2 separate regions of the Zea mays genome follow, and region 2 is linked to region 1. Evidence: chromatin contacts called from public Hi-C data. All regions are on one chromosome and are shown on one strand. Each heading gives the region's core, a stretch centred on a gene start, on an enhancer-like site or on the middle of the called end of the contact. The rest is flanking DNA. Distances are from core to core; before and after follow the strand shown.

Region 1 (4,630 bases), core at 882-3,381:
ACAACGCGCAACAGTGCGCGACAGAGCAGAGCCGCCCGTTAGAGGCGCACCGGACACTGAACAGTGCCTGTCCGGTGCGGCACCGGACTGTCCGGTGCCACTAGAGGACAATGCCTCCAACAGTCAGAAGCTCCCGAACCCTAACGGTTGGGTGACGTGGCTGGCACACCGGACAGTGTCCGGTGGCGCACCGGACTATCCGGTGCGCCCATCGACAGCAGCCATTCCTAACGGCTATGTGGTGGTTGAGGGCTATAAATACCCACAACCACCACCACTCCAAGCATCCAAGTTTCCAGCACTTCACATTCAATACAAGAGCTAGTGCATTCACTCCAAGACACATTTTCAATAGAATCAAAGCCTCTCCAAGTCCCAAATACATTCCACTCACCTAGTGACTTAAGAGAGAGTTTGTTCGTGTTCTTTGCGCTCTTGTTTCTTGGATCGCTTTCTTTCTTCCTCATTCTTGTTCTTAAGTGACTTGTAATCAAAGCAAGAGACACCAAGTGTGTGGTGGTCCTTGTGGGGTCTAAGTGACCCGTTTGATTAAGGAGAAAGCTTACTCGGTCTAGGTGACCGTTTGAGAGAGGGAAAGGGTTAAAAGAGACCCGGTCTTTGTGACCACCTCAACGGGGACTAGGTTCTTTAGAACCAAACCTTGGTAAAACAAATCACCGTGTTCATCCGCTTTATTTCTTGGTTGATTTGTTTTCCCCTCTCTTTCGGACTCAGATTCATTTCTAACGCTAACCCCGACTTGTAGTGTGTGCTTAAGTTTATAAATTTCAGATTTTGCATATTCACCCCCCTCTAGGCGACTTTCAATTGGTATCGGAGCCCGGTACTTCATTTAGAGTCTAACCACTCGAAGTGATGTCGGGAGGATCCGCCAAGAGGGAGATGGAAACCGACGAGAAGGCCACAAGCCACGGGAAGGCTCCATCAAGGGAGTCCAGCTAAAGGCAAGGAGGAATCCCCTCCCCGTGTCAAGTCACATCAGAGTGGCGATAAGAAGAAGAAGAAGATGAAGAAAGTGGTCTACTACGAATCAGATTCCGCTTATTCACCCCCCTCTAGGCGACTTTCAAGAGTACATATGTAGACATGTTGTAAGTAGGCAGAGAAGACAAACATGAGCTAACCATTTCCAATTCCCAGCTTGAGATAAGAATTGCAAAGTAGAAGAAAGCCTTATTGTTTATCAGTGGTGAGAAATCCTCGATCTTTGGTTTTGTGACACCCAAAGGTAGCCCCAAATAGGTAAAAAGAAAAGTCAGTGTTTGATAATTAAAAGTTCGAGCAAGATGTTCTAGTTTCTTCTGAGAAATGTTAATTGGGTAGACATTTGACTTTGCATAATTAACCCTAGGACATATTGATTCAACAAAAGAATTCAGAGGTGCTTTGAGAGCAAAGAGTTACTTGGGGCAGGCTTCCATGATAAGAAAAGTATCATTAGCATATTACACTTTTGGGAATCATCACCATCTCGTTGTCTCAAAGGAAGTTCTAACAAACCAATATTCTTTGCTATGATTCGTCAGAAAAAAGGAATGATAAGAAAAAGGAACGGTAGCTAATTTTTTCTTTATAACATGATTTTTTAGATTATGCTTTGTAGAAGATCTGTAGCCAAAACAAATAGAACTAACAATAAGGGGCCACCTTGTCTCTCTTCTCTTACAATGAAAGGCTTTCCAAGACACTTCGTTTAGTCGAACCTAAGTGCCCAGGCTCGTTATCGACTTACTGTAAGACTATCTCCAAGAACTTATCTACCCTCATCTCTATATTCAAACTACACTTTACAAACCATGCACTCTACAGTGTAAAATAATGTTTTGAGTGACCGTATGAATGAACTAGCAAACACGGTCTAAGCTATCCATTTTTCTCTAAGACCCTTATGTTGTAGTATTTGTAGAATGACATCATACTCCACCTTATCAAAAGATTTTTTAAAGTCTAGCTTCTGAATGATCATTTATCTTTTAAATTTATGACAAAGATGCAAATATCCCAAGAAAATCAAGCAGGCGAGCTTTCAAGTGCAAAACCATCCAAAACTTTGTGGTGTGCGGGGCCAATAAAAGGGCCCACCAATCGCAGCGGTGGCAGTCGAGCAGATATCCACCTGCAAGCAAGAGACTCTGCAGCCATCTGGGCGAAAACTCAAGCACGCGGCGATGCTGCGCCTTCGCGCTTGCGGCGGCACGGCACCGGCATCGGTGCCCGCGCTCGTCAGGTCCCGCCTCTCCAGGAGATCCTCCTCCGCAGCCTACGCCGCCGCTACCGTCGCTTCCGCTTCCTCCTCTTCGTCCACCCTGGAAGACCTCGCCGCCGAGCACAGAGGTCGCTCCTTTCTGTTTCACATATCTCTGCCTATCTCTGCCGCATACTGTCGAACAGTTCTCGCGCCCCAGCTTCATCCCATGTTGTTGCTTAGAGCTAGCGCCGATTTGTCTCCTTCACCTCATTGTGTGGTGCGCGGCGCGAGCGGAGTTAAATCCCGCCAAGAAGATGGCTTGGTGTGCCTACCAACGCAACTGGCAACGGCCATGTTGCTTCCTGTTTACTGAAATGCAAGGGGAGAGTGCATTGCTTTCAGTTTTTACGCAGCAGCGAAATTAAGTGCTAGGTTTATGCGGGCGAGGCGTCTGATTGTAGCTTACTAGCTTCAGCTTATAGAGCATCTGCCAATAAAAGGTTCGCTCCTGTAAGAACTGAGAACTGCCTTTGCTAAGATTGCTTCTCTTATGGGGTGTTGGTTTGAGGAACCACTCCATCCAAAATGAAATGGTGCATCATGGGTCCATTTCTCAAATTTGGTGGGATGACTTCATTCCACATATTAGTACTAATTAACTAACTATGAGGAATAAGGTGGTGATGTATCAACTCATTTCATTCCACAAACCAAACAAAAAAGTTAGGAGTGAGAAGATGATGGACTAGCTCATTACTCAAACCAAACACCCCACTAATCACCAGGGACCGGGATTTCTTCCAATCCATCATATCCTTTTCCCCGGATATTTATTCAAAACTCTAGTGCTCCTGGGTGGCATATATATTTCGTGTCACTTTGTTATTTGATGCAACATTAAGAAACAATGGTACCAGCAGCATAAAAGTTATTAATAAATTTCTAAATCATTTTACAAAGGTCAGCCTCCTCCATCGGCTGGCTAGAGCTCATCTCATTCAGAAATTGGCGCACTGTAATACCAAACATCTTTTTGATTGGTTAATAGCTATCTGACTTAGTGACTTCACTTCAATTGAAGTAAAGACTAGCTTTAAACATGCTTCCTTGTTTAGGTTTGGCAAAGGTCATTTTAAAGAAGGGGAAGACCCAAATATTCCGAGATGGGAGCCCAATGGTGTATAGCGGTGCTGTTAATAGGATAATCGGTCGACCTCCTCCGAAATCTGGCGATATTGTTCTAGTAGCTGATGGAACAGAGAAACCTATTGGATGGGGTCTCTATAACTCTGTGTCTATGTTTTGTGTTCGGTTGATGCAGCTAGAAGAAGAGGCAAGAAGGTGACATAGGTACCAGTTTTTACAATCACCTACATTTTAGCAGCTCAAGCTGACATATTACTTACCTTCTTTCTTTTCAGAGATCCCACATGCGCACTTAATATGGAAAGACTGCTTGAAGCAAGGATTTCATCCGCTGTTGGTTTGCGGCACAGTTTGGGTCTCCCTTCAGCTGACACAAATGCTTATCGCCTCATCAACAGTGAAGGAGACAGGTGTGTGTTAAATTTAGTTACCATGAGAAGTTGGGACCTTGTTCAAGTCACTAAAGAAGTACAGTTTGTAGAGTTGTTAGTCTTAGTGTTGTTATTCTTAGAAGGACAGACCTAGTGGAGTGGTGAGAGTTGTCTTATTGAGTCACTAGGTCACTGGTTCGAAGGAGCCTCTTTGCAGAGAGAAGGCTTGTCTCGGTTTATCCCTTTCTCAGACCCCTTGGTTTATCCCTTTCTCAGACCCCTTCATATGGGAGCCTGTGGCACTGGGTCTGCCCTTTCTTTTTAAGCTAAGATCTTTAGATGAATAATATGTTGGTGTGCCTCGAGTTCTCTTGGTTGAGGACCATACTGTTCAGCATAAAAGTATTAGCTTTACTATATTTTCTTAGGAACACGATGGCTTTATATTGTTGTTGACTCAGTTTTATTGGAAACACATCTGAAATTTCTTCTCACTGATTCTGAGTTGCAGATTGTCTGGTCTAATAGTGGACATCTTTGCTGATGTTGCTGTCATTGCTTCATCTGCTGCTTGGGTTGAGAAATATAGGCAAGAAATACAATTTCTTGTTAGCAAAGTTAATGGCGTCAGCCATATAAAGTGGAGGCCATCGACAGATATTTTGAAAGAAGAAGGATTGGATATATCAGAGCATAAGGAGCCTGCTTCAACATGCTCAACTGTCAAGGTGGACCTGTTGACTTAGACAAGTTTATGATTCAGTATAAATTGGTCTTGATAGTTCATGTTATAGGTTTAGTTCTCTCATAGTTGTACCTTACCGTACTCATTGAGTTGGCAAGATGGTAATTAGATTGACGCGAAACATAGGAACCAATGTGTCTCTTACGGCTTTGCTGCCAA
Region 2 (4,630 bases), core at 1,144-3,643, 610 kb after region 1:
AGCAAGATAAAAACAACAACTCCTAATCTCAACCCCCAATATTTCCGCACCTACCAAAATATAGACGCCATCACGCAAAATATATATGTTTGCATTCATATATCAATCTAGAGGTGGAAGAAAGTAGAAAAGAATAGGACATACCATCTCTATAAATAGTTACTAATACAATATCCGTGCGGTTATGATGGTCCATAAATATTTGATAAAATATTAGAGTACAACGATTACATGAAAACGAACAATATATATTATCATCGATCTTAATGTCTCACAATTTTTTTGCCAATAACCAATACAAAACTGAACTCGGAATCCGGAATGCCGCCTTCTCCTATTCCTCGACTGTTCAGCCATGTATCGCCAGCGGGGACGCCTCTCCTCTTCTTGCCTTGTTATCTATAGAAGCGTATGCTGGCGGAGAGTCACGGCAGCAGCTCGAGGCGTATCAAAATGGCCTACTTGATGTCCTCTGTGGCGGTACAGAAGAATCTAGGTGAAAGAGACAGAAACGAGCAAAAAGATGAGAGGTTGGAGGTTAATATATGACGCCAACACCGAGGAGGAGGAAGAGGAGAAAGTGCTCGTGGTGGTTGCATGGTTGGTTGCGCATGCAAGAGTAAGACTTACTTTATCTGATTGTTTGGGGAGACATGGGGGAATCAGATCTACACACTTCACGCGTGACACACGTGCACAAAACTCATGCTTTAAAGGAGCAGAGAAATTTTCTTTCTTATATAAATATATGGTATAACTATTGAGTTTAGTAGCATATAACACATTGTTGTAACACTTTGGTCTTAGTATATAGATCTATTAAGGTATGGGAATTGTAAGCTACAAAATTAAGCAGTTAAGAAAAAAAAGTTATAAGTAAAAGCAAAACTAGTTAGGATGATCTTACCTTCTATGTTTTAGAGTGAGATTTTAGAAATTATTAGAGAAACTCACGAATATGCTCCTAATATTTTTAGCCCTTTAAAATTCATTGATTTAACAAAATTTTAAAACTATGAACATGCTCTAAATGCTAAGGTGAACATTGTGGGTCTATTTGATTCAGTTGTAGATTTTTTGGAAATTTGATTCTAGCTATGAGCTGCGAAAGCTGTTGTGAGCTGACGATTATGAAAAAACTAAAATTTATTTGGTTTAAACAACTATAAACTATAGATTCTATAATAGCATGATAATTTGTAACATTGACGACAAGAATATAAAAAATCTAGGATAGAAGGTAATTCTAAATTAAACTAGAGAAATATGTAGATTTCAAAAATATATTCTACTGTTATATCTGTTTAATGTTATATCCGTTTAATTGAGATTCTATATTTTCTTACAATAAATTTGGTTCAGATTGCTGAACCAAACACGATTGCATATACACACATCTTTTTGTACCAACACTATATTTGAATAAGACATACCATACCATTCCTAATACAAATATAGAAGAGACAAAAAAGTATAAAACTATGCAAAATTTTTACTCTATGTTCTAGAGTGAGATTACGTCATTCTCAATAGGGGTATTTAAGTATTTGCCATCTTTACGAAATGTTCTTAATCATATGCCACTGACACATGTGTCACTGACATGGCAAAAAATTTGTCACCCACCTTAAAATAGTTAATTTTTCCTTCTCAATGGGAGTTTCATGGCACAATTAACTAGAGTGACACATCATCTAAGGAAGTTTGAAACTATGATGAAATAGTCTCACACAGTGCATAGTTTCATCTTTATTGTTTCCTAGGTCACATGCAAAACACAAACATCTTGAAAAAACAATGTACACATGATTTCATCCCCACGAAATTGATTTCATATCTTTCATAATAAATACACTGTCATACCATAGCCTATTTAATGCCCATGACACTTGAGAATGACCTTATAGAAAGTATTAGATAAACTCACGGATATGGTCCTAATATTTTTAGTCCTTTGAGAAACAATTATTGGTTTTTTCGGATTTTAAGGTGATGCTCTTAGTTTTGCTAGTGTTATCATTTTTATTCTTAGTCGTGGGTTTTTCTCAGTTTTGCCCTTCCAGCGCTATAGAGCAGAAGAGTAAAACTGAGAAAAAAATTACAACAAAGGGTAGAAATGAGAAAGATGCCAAAACTAAGGGCCTAAATTTAATAGTCCTTTTTTAACTATGAAGATGCTAATGCTGAAGTTGAACACTACGGTCATATACGTAAGCGGTACACATCTTTTTTTTAAGGGATGCAAACGCAAACTGAGAATTGTCCGTATAAAAATACCTCAAAAAAAAGAAACAAAAGGCACATGCAAAAAAAAAGAACAGAAAAAAAAAGAAAAAGGAGGTCAAAATATAAAAAAGACCTGCCTTTTTTTTCTATTCCAAATTCCCTTTCCCCATCTCGTCTTCTCCACAGTCCACACTGTTCACCACCTCTCCCATCCTCTCTTCGATCCCCAAATCCCGAATTGACCAGCCCAAATCGTCGCCGCGGCGCATGGAGTGGACGGCCCCGAAGCCCGCCTCATCGCCTCCCCTCCTCTGGGACTGGGGAGACCACGCCGCCACGGGCTCGGGCTCCTCCAGCGACGCCCCGGCGCGGCGCGGCGGGAAGGAGCGGGAGGCGAAGCGTGCCAGGGCCGGCGAGGACCGCGGGGGAGGTGAGCTGAGGTGCCAGGTCGAGGGGTGCGGATTGGACCTCAGCAGGGTCAAGGACTACCACCGTAAGCACCGCGTCTGCGAGGCCCACACCAAGTCCCCCCGCGTCATCGTCGCCGGCCAGGAGCGCCGGTTCTGCCAGCAGTGCAGCCGGTGGGTCGTCTTCTCGCTTGCTCTCGCTTGCCTCCTCCACGCCTCTTCTCTCGCTTGCTCTGTGCGATTGCTTCCGTCTTCCTTCCTTTGATTGCTTTCTGCAACGATGGTTCGCGCTTTTGCGCTGCAATTATCGCGTGATTTGTTGATTGGTTTGGACAAGCAGTTGTTTTTTACGTGTTCTCTATTAGTTTTGTGGCTACATGCTGTGTGTGTGTACGGCGCGTGAGCTGCGTGCGCGGTTGTGCCGTTTTTTTGGGTACGGAACTACATTTTTTTCCTGATCTAGCAATGAAAGATGCTTCCTTTCCACTATTGGTACTGTTGTACTTGTTGTGGAGAATCGTACGCATGGGTGAAATGAGAAATGGCTACTATGCCTGTTTCCCTTTTCCAGTTTTGGTATGGCTCTCGATATATGGGTATGCTTTTGGGATGAGCGTTTTTTTGTGGGCTACTGACCCGTGTCTATTTTATTCCATTAAAACTATGTGAATATTGCAGGCATATATCTCCTGTATTGCACTTTTACATGGCATTTAACCATAAATAGTGTCTATTTTGTTTTTGCTGATTGCTTGGGTTCTGGCAATCCAGATTCCATGCGCTGTCAGAGTTTGATCAGAAGAAGAGGAGCTGCAGGAGGCGTCTGTCTGATCACAATGCCCGCCGCCGGAAGCCTCAGCCAGATGCATTCACCTTCGCCTCTGCAAAGCTGCCTTCGACATTGTTTGGTAATGTTTTCATATCTTGACTACTGTTCGAAATTTGCTATCAGTGGAAGTGGACACTAGAAAAAATGGTGGTGATGGGCTCTTAGCCAGGTTCTAGATTCATCTGCATGTACGTCATGCAAACAGATGTCTTGTTACGCAAATGGCAAGCTTTCTATCTTTTATACTTAGCAATAAGTTGTCTGTTGTGTTTCTTCGTGTAATTAAATAGAAACTAGGCATTGGACTTGAGAGTATCGTGATTAGTAATATATGTATCTTGTACTATACAGCTAGCAGGATTATCGTGTTTCAATTGTATTATTCTACCTTCTTACCTCCTATTTATAAAGTGAAATATTCTTATCCCTGAACTTCTCTGCCACTGCAGATGATAGGCGGCAAATAAGTTTTGTCTGGAATAAAGCTCCTGTTAGCCATGTAAGACCCTTCACTTCTCCATGGGACAGCTCATCTGACTTAAAGCCCCCTTATGCAAAGGAAATAAGTGATGTATCAACAAAAGTTGGGACAATTACTGGACAAGTTCATTTGGATAAATCTCACATGTTCAATGCTATTCCAACACTTAGCCATGGCAAAGATGAGCCTTGGCCAATGAAAGGTTTGATTTTCCAAACATTATCCATACTTGCTGCAGAAATGTGTTCATCAAGGAAGAAGCTTTGTTAAGTGGTTTGCCATATTTGTTGACAAAGGGTTGTAAACCATCTCCGGTTTAGTCGGACCTTACCTAAAACATCTTCCGCAGTTGACACATAAAAGGGACCTTTATCCATTTTATCATCGCTTGCAGAGATGGGAAGCTGATTATTATTACACGAGTACTTTGAATTTTCATTGCAGAAGCTTGTGAACTTAAAAGTCAAAATATTTTTGTAGCTATTCATATGATTTAGCCTGCATAGAATGTATGGCGGAACAAAGATTGCTGAACTCCTTGCCATACCTCTATTCAAACTGGGCTTATAGATGTTTTGTTGTAGGTTGCTTGATTCTTTACTCTGTAAATTTACTACCAGAAAAAAGAAGAATGCTACCAGAATTGAACTGTCAGTTGTATTCACATGTTAGTTTAGGATGCAAACA

Evidence for each region. A called contact is a pair of places that touch in the nucleus more often than the background predicts.
Region 2: a Hi-C map of ear shows a contact between it and region 1, with 4 times the contacts expected there. The contact joins the promoter of sbp12 here to the promoter of LOC100382848 in region 1. A contact is called at or near these places in 2 of 25 Hi-C or Micro-C datasets (ear and leaf).

The regions. Positions count from the first base shown.
Region 1 is chr5:88,200,076-88,204,705 of Zm-B73-REFERENCE-NAM-5.0, forward strand. LOC100382848 reads left to right here and starts at 2,132. Exons shown (of 8, transcript NM_001175544.1): 1 at 2,132-2,355; 2 at 3,325-3,559; 3 at 3,631-3,765; 4 at 4,238-4,454. The coding sequence starts at 3,653.
Region 2 is chr5:88,806,165-88,810,794 of Zm-B73-REFERENCE-NAM-5.0, forward strand. sbp12 (SBP-transcription factor 12) reads left to right here and starts at 2,394. Exons shown (of 4, transcript NM_001136780.1): 1 at 2,394-2,807; 2 at 3,405-3,541; 3 at 3,912-4,145. The coding sequence starts at 2,494.